Regions from separate parts of the Danio rerio genome. Here region 2 is linked to region 1. Evidence: chromatin contacts called from public HiChIP or PLAC-seq data. All regions are on one chromosome and are shown on one strand. The core of a region is the stretch at or near the end of the contact, and the rest is flanking DNA. Distances in the headings are between cores, read along the strand shown.

The links. HiChIP or PLAC-seq counts read pairs in DNA pulled down with a chosen protein or histone mark.
Region 2: a contact with region 1 is called in an H3K4me3 HiChIP or PLAC-seq map of embryo, with 4 times the contacts expected there. The contact joins the promoter of rpa2 here to the promoter of lin28aa in region 1. A contact is called at or near these places in 2 of 4 datasets of contacts at active chromatin or transcription factors (embryo and gastrula embryo).

Annotation. Positions count from the first base shown.
Region 1 is chr16:4,864,302-4,867,370 of GRCz12tu, reverse strand. lin28aa (lin-28 homolog Aa) reads right to left here and starts at 1,477. Exons shown (of 4, transcript XM_017351455.4): 1 at 1,325-1,477. The coding sequence starts at 1,334.
Region 2 is chr16:4,972,448-4,975,761 of GRCz12tu, reverse strand. It overlaps rpa2 (replication protein A2), which reads left to right and starts at 1,630. Exons shown (of 9, transcript NM_131711.2): 1 at 1,630-1,776; 2 at 2,000-2,091. The coding sequence starts at 1,764. ube3d (ubiquitin protein ligase E3D) reads right to left here and starts at 1,326. Exons shown (of 10, transcript NM_001326410.1): 1 at 1,097-1,326. The coding sequence starts at 1,173.

The DNA.
Region 1 (3,069 bases), core at 228-2,727:
CAATATAATGTTAACATAGACTTCCTATGTCAAATTATGTTTTGAGATTTTAATGCAAATGTCACATCAATAACGCTGAAATTGCTCATCTATCTATCTATCTATCTATCTATCTATCTATCTATCTATCTATCTATCTATCTATCTATCTATCTATCTATCTATCTATCTATCTATATATATATATATATATATATATATATATATATATGTATATGTATGTATGTATGTATGTATATATGTATGTATTAATACACATTTATTGAGCTATAGAATTATTTACACCAAGACCAGATCATGTTGTCCTCTGAGGTGCACAAAGCTGGAAATAAACAATAGGCCTATATCAATGGCATCAATAAAAAAAATCAATAATTTGAGAATATTCATTAGGCTATCCACATAATCCGACACACTGCTTCAACTGGCGCTTCTTTCCAAGATGATGGAGCCTTTCTACAAATGTCTGATCATTAAACCCGACAAAAGCACACACTTGTGTGAAACTGAAGTCATGGTAAAATCCTGTTGGGGTAAAGTTGGTTATATTCGCATATTCTGACTTCTCCATACTGTAACTTACAAAAAGAATTTGCTATTGTAAATAGAGAAATTATATTAGCAGCCAATGACTATCAAAGTACAACATTGTACACTGTGAATTAAATAGCGTTAATGTTGTTTTGAAGTCATACTTGCATGCGATTACGAACCGAATATTCAAAGTACCATGGTTAAAGGGAGTGGAAACCAACTTTACCTCAATTAAAAATCCTTCCCTTCTGTGACTATTCAACGCGGTCCTAAAGTCTCATTTAAAACTCCGTCTTCATTGAGAAAACCATATTAAAACTAAGAGCATGCTCCGATATGCCCTCACTCACTTTACACGAGGAAGTGGGGGGTCAGAGAGAGAGAAAACCTGAAAGACAATGAATGAATGGACCCCAGCCCCCGCGTCTCCTGAAAACCAGCAACACCTTACTGAGGTGAAGTTACTTTTATATTTGCACATTCATTCAGTGGCAACTTGTAACATTCCCCCTCTATTGTTTACCATGGTACTTTGAATATTTGGTCTGAAATCACAAGCAAGACTTCAAAACAACCTTAGCGCTGTTTAATTGACTATACGCAGTGTTTGATAGTCATTGGCTGATAATATAACTTCTCTATTTAGATTTTGGAAATTATATTATTAAGGAGAAAGTATAAATGCGTGAAAACAAAACCAACTTTACCTCAGTCAACACCTTGATGTAGCTACCTTCACACTGAGGGCCAGATTTTCCCACAAAAAAACAAAAACAAACATCTGACATACCCTCTGCCATGGGTTTCCTCAATTCTGGCCTCCTCTATGCTTAACTCCCGGGGTTCAGTTCTGGATGTTTGCGTTAAAACTCGGACCTCCAGGTGGTCTCTCGGTGGTTTGGTGACCCTGTACTGATGCTTCTCGCTGGCCGACCCCCTCTCTGCCTGTTTCGGTCAAGTCCACGTGATTCCCAATCACTTACTCTCCAGGATGACCAACACATTCCTCAATGGATGCCCCCCTCAGTGCAAAAGCAGACCAATCACACATGGAGAGCGCGAAGCTGACGCCCGGCCCCCAAAACCCATTAAAATGTTGATGTTCGCGTGTCCAGGGATGACAATTAAAGAAATAACGGTAACACTTTACAATAACAGTACATGAATAATGATGTATTCATATGTAAACTAAAATTACTTTATTATGAATTAATGATGAGTTAAGGTATGCACTAATCATGAATTAACTTTAAGTACAACATGAGTCACATGAGTTCATGTGTAAATAACGACTAACTTAATTACTTGTTAGTACATGTTGTTAATTAATGTATTAATTAACATTTAAGTTTAGGCTAAATGTAACCAAAATGAACTCATGAGCTGTTAATGTATAGTTATGTCATGACTTTACTTGGAGGGGCACATCACTATTAAATCATCCTTAACTACTTATGAACTCCTCTTTATGTTGATGTTGACAGAACACTTTTCTATTGTTATTCAGTGTAAACTCACTAGTTGGACGTGCATAAGGAGTTCATGAGTAGTTAAGAATCGGTTAATGATGATGTGCCCCTCCAAGTAAAGTCACACCATAATTATACATTAACATATCATGAGTTCATTATGGTTAAATTAAGCATAAACTAATGTGGTAATTAAAACATTAATTAACAAACAATCATGAACTAAAAAGTAATTAAGGTAGCCATTATTCACACATGAACTCATGTGAATCATGTTGTAGTTAAAGTTAATTCATAATTAGTGCATACCTTAACTCATCGTTAATTCATAATAAAGTAATGTTTAGTTTATATATTAATACATCATTATTCATGTACTGTTATTGTAAAGTGTTACCGAAATAACTGTCTCTGATGGAATCATAATGCATGCATCATTTAATTAATTAGCATCGCAATAGTTTAATTTAATGGTTTCAGTTAACATAAAAGAGGGAGCAAACCCACATGAAATACTATAGTAACTTAAACTAAACAGTGTTGCATCATTTAATTAAGATTATGTAATTATATATCCTAAGATTTTGATTGTCTGGTATTCCCTTAATTGTTTCAGATTACATGTTCAAAAAGATAGCAAATTGAATCACATAAAAATATTATAGTAATTAGTAGTAAATACTACAGTTTTAAATCATTTACTGAAGATTAAATAAATGATGAAAGTCTACTGAACAAATCATAAGTGTTTGACTATTTTTCCTATAAATGTAATAGTTTCAGTCGACAGGTTCAAAAAGAGAGATTATTGAAAAAATACTAATTAAGTGAATACTATAGTGTAAATAGTGAGCATTAATATAATGAAGATGATATATTAACTGTAGCCTACTGAACATTATTGTTTGATTGACTCTTTTATCCCTAAATTTAATAGTTTCTGTTCACTTGTTCAAAAAGAGAGCAAATCCGCATGTAAAAATAGATTATACTACTAGTGTATTAGTGTTGCATGATTTAATTAAGATGATATAATTGATTAAATCTTATATCCTTATAAGATAAG
Region 2 (3,314 bases), core at 381-2,880, 110 kb before region 1:
AAAACAATACTTTACATTAGACAGCTGAGTAAATCCATTTTTACAGTCAAGACGTTGCATGAAATGTGTAAGAAACTAAAAAAATCTTTTAGAGAACCATTTTTTCAAATTTCGTGAGGCTTAAAAACTAAAAATGAAGTTGTAGTCAGTCACTTAGAAAAAAATATATTTTTGTAAAGAAAATAAATTAAACGCTGAGGCATTTGTCTCCTCAAGTTATAATTAGATTGTCTAACTCAGTGGTTCCCAAAGTTTATATTCGCACATTTGTTCATTTAGCAGTCTCTATATTGTTTACCATGTTACTTTGAATATTCGATCGGAATTAGCATGCAAGTTTGACTTCTAAACAATATTAACACTGTCTAATTCACTGTGAACAATGTTGTACTTTCATAATCATTTGCTGCTAAAGTGCTAATATGATTTCCCTATTTAGAATTTGCAAAGAATACTTTTCTGAAATTATATTATTAAGGAGAATGTCTGAATATCTCAATTTAAACCAGCTTTACCTCTATGGAATTATGTGGAACCCTGCATATTGTACAGTGCATGAAGAGACTTAGGATGAAATGTGTTAGAAATCAATTTCTTCGATTTTAAGAGGTCTAAAGTTAACAGCAACGTTAGTCATAAAGTTATTTTTCATAAAGAAAATATCATGGCGTTAAATAAGCTGTCCAACTATCTGGTCAATACTGCCATCTAGTGTTTCATTGTGGCATTTCTAACTGTTTTATCTTATAGAGCTAGTGTAAAAAATAAAACAGTATGCAATAGTATAATATATATAATTCAGTATACTATATAAATAATTTTAAAACCTAGCTATAAACATTTAAACGACTATATTTTAGTACTCTCTAACTTAGTGTTCCCAAAGTCTGCCTCCTGAAATTGTATAACCTTTTATTCCAGTAAATAAACTCAAAATAAGCTGTAACGTTACCCTAGTACGTTAAAAGAAATCCCGTTGAATCCCTGGGTGCTAAGTGTAACTGTACATGACATAATTCACTCACATACACTGATGAAACACTGCATTGACAGTCAGTGACTATGAGAGAGCCAAAGTAGAAGAGAAAAACTTTACCGAATGAACAAAAGGCCGCTTTGCAGCTTCTGTCTGAGCTCAATAAAGAGGACATCTGTGTTCGCAGTCTCTTCCATTGGTATTTCTTTACAGAAGCTATGGATTCATCGATTCTACTCATAAATCCCACGCGACACACAAAACAACGTGACGACAAACTGTCTGCGACACCGTCATTTCATATTAAGAGTCTTCAGAATTCAGTTTGCATCTGTTCAGTGTTAACGTTACTTTTAAAAACATTTTAAAAAACGCTGTTTTCAAACATATTTGGACAGTTATTATAATTATTTTATTTTAATATATAAACAATATATGACTGGGCTTAGCCCGCTTACATGCTTTAACTATTCCAAAACATATGAGAACGAGCGTAAACGTTTTAATGTAAATTTCAGTGAAGAAAGATTACAGATTTTTTGTTGTTTTTATTTATTTTTTTATGCTTTATTTTTATTTAAAAACAATTTTAACAACATACAAGCTTCTGTGGACTTTTACAGTATACGTGTGGGACTTTCGCGGCAGATGACACACGCGCACGCGTACTGTGAGCGCGCGGACTTCGAGACGTGACGTCAAACTGTGCGCGATCAGTCGTGGCGGGAGATTTTCGAGTGTCTTGTCGGTCTGCTTCGCATTCAGAAGAAAAACATTCACGAGTGAAATGTGGAACCAAGGTACGTGCTTTAGAAATCACTTTATTTTGGCTTTAGAGCTGAGTTTACTCTGCTAGTCCGCTAATGAGAGTCAGAAAGCTCTGTTATACAGTGTCAGTGTGATGTCGGTTAGCGGTGTGTTGTCAAGGTCTGTTTTTAACGCACTCTTACGTTACTGCCAGTCGGACGGGGTTTTTAACCAATAAGTCGTTTTGATTGAAATATGGTATTCATATTTTTGCAGGTAAATACGGAGAGGCCAGTATGGCTGGGTACACACAGTCTCCTGGAGGATTCGGGTCACCAGCCGCTTCTCAAGGAGGAGACAAAAAGGGGGTCAGTATATAAATAACTTTAAACACCTATATATATATATATATATATATATATATATATATATATATATATATTGAGGTAAAGTTGGTTTTATATTCGCACATTCGTTCAGTGACAACTTGTGACATGCTCCTCATATTGTTTACCATGGTACTTTAAATATTTGGTCTGAAATCACTTGTAAACATGACTTCAAAACAACATTAACACCATTTATTTGACTGTAAACAATGCTGTACTTTGATAGTCACTAGCTGATAATATGATTTTAGCATTTAAAATTTGCATAAATACTTTGTGACGTTTTATCTTTAAGGAGAATGTGCGAATATTAAACCCACCTTACCTCAATTGTGTGGGGTTCATATTAAATTCCTCCAATACCATATTTAATTCTGTTTAAATATTTAATTGCAGTTAATACGACTTGAGTATATTTTGTTTAAACTACATATATTTGTAAATATTACCCATAGTTTTCTATAATAGCACTTTTAACTTATCCCTATATCGTGCACTTTCTAAACTGCATTTTGAAATGACAAAAAAAGTAAAAAATACAAGTTAAATGTTCACTTCAATGTTTCAGACTATTTTTGTGACAACGAAATGTTAAAAAATGTGTGAAAAAATTGTTTGGTATTAAGCTCAACAAGTTTTTGTGTAATTAAACAAAAGCAAATACCTGTTATGTACTTCCTGATTATATAGTTAAAAGAGTAATTTAATAAACTAAATTTGGTTATAATTTAACTTTTTGTTAACAAATGGGTAAAGTGAAATGTTTTGCAGAACAGTTAATAAATATTAAGATTTCAAATGACAGGTATAAAATTTAGAGTTTGAGACTAAACTAAATTTAGTGGCCATCTTATGTAACTTGAAGTAAATTGAAATAAAATATTTATTAGTTGTTATTTTTGTTTATTATTATATTTCTTTGCTTAAAATAAAAGCGACACATCGTAAAAAAAGTTAAAACAGACAATAGATTTGCTCAAACTATTTTTTATTATCATTTAATGCACTTTTTAATACAATACAAGCCTAAACGTTGAGTTTAAGCTATTAAGCTAAACATTTAAGCTATTTTCTGTTATTTAAAAAATAAATAAAATATAAAAGATTTAGAAATTCTTTTATGAAGTATTTAATTTTCATTGCCAAAATTGTCTTTGTCTTTCATCTCAATGTTTAGGTCTGTTTTTGCTTGTGTAAATACT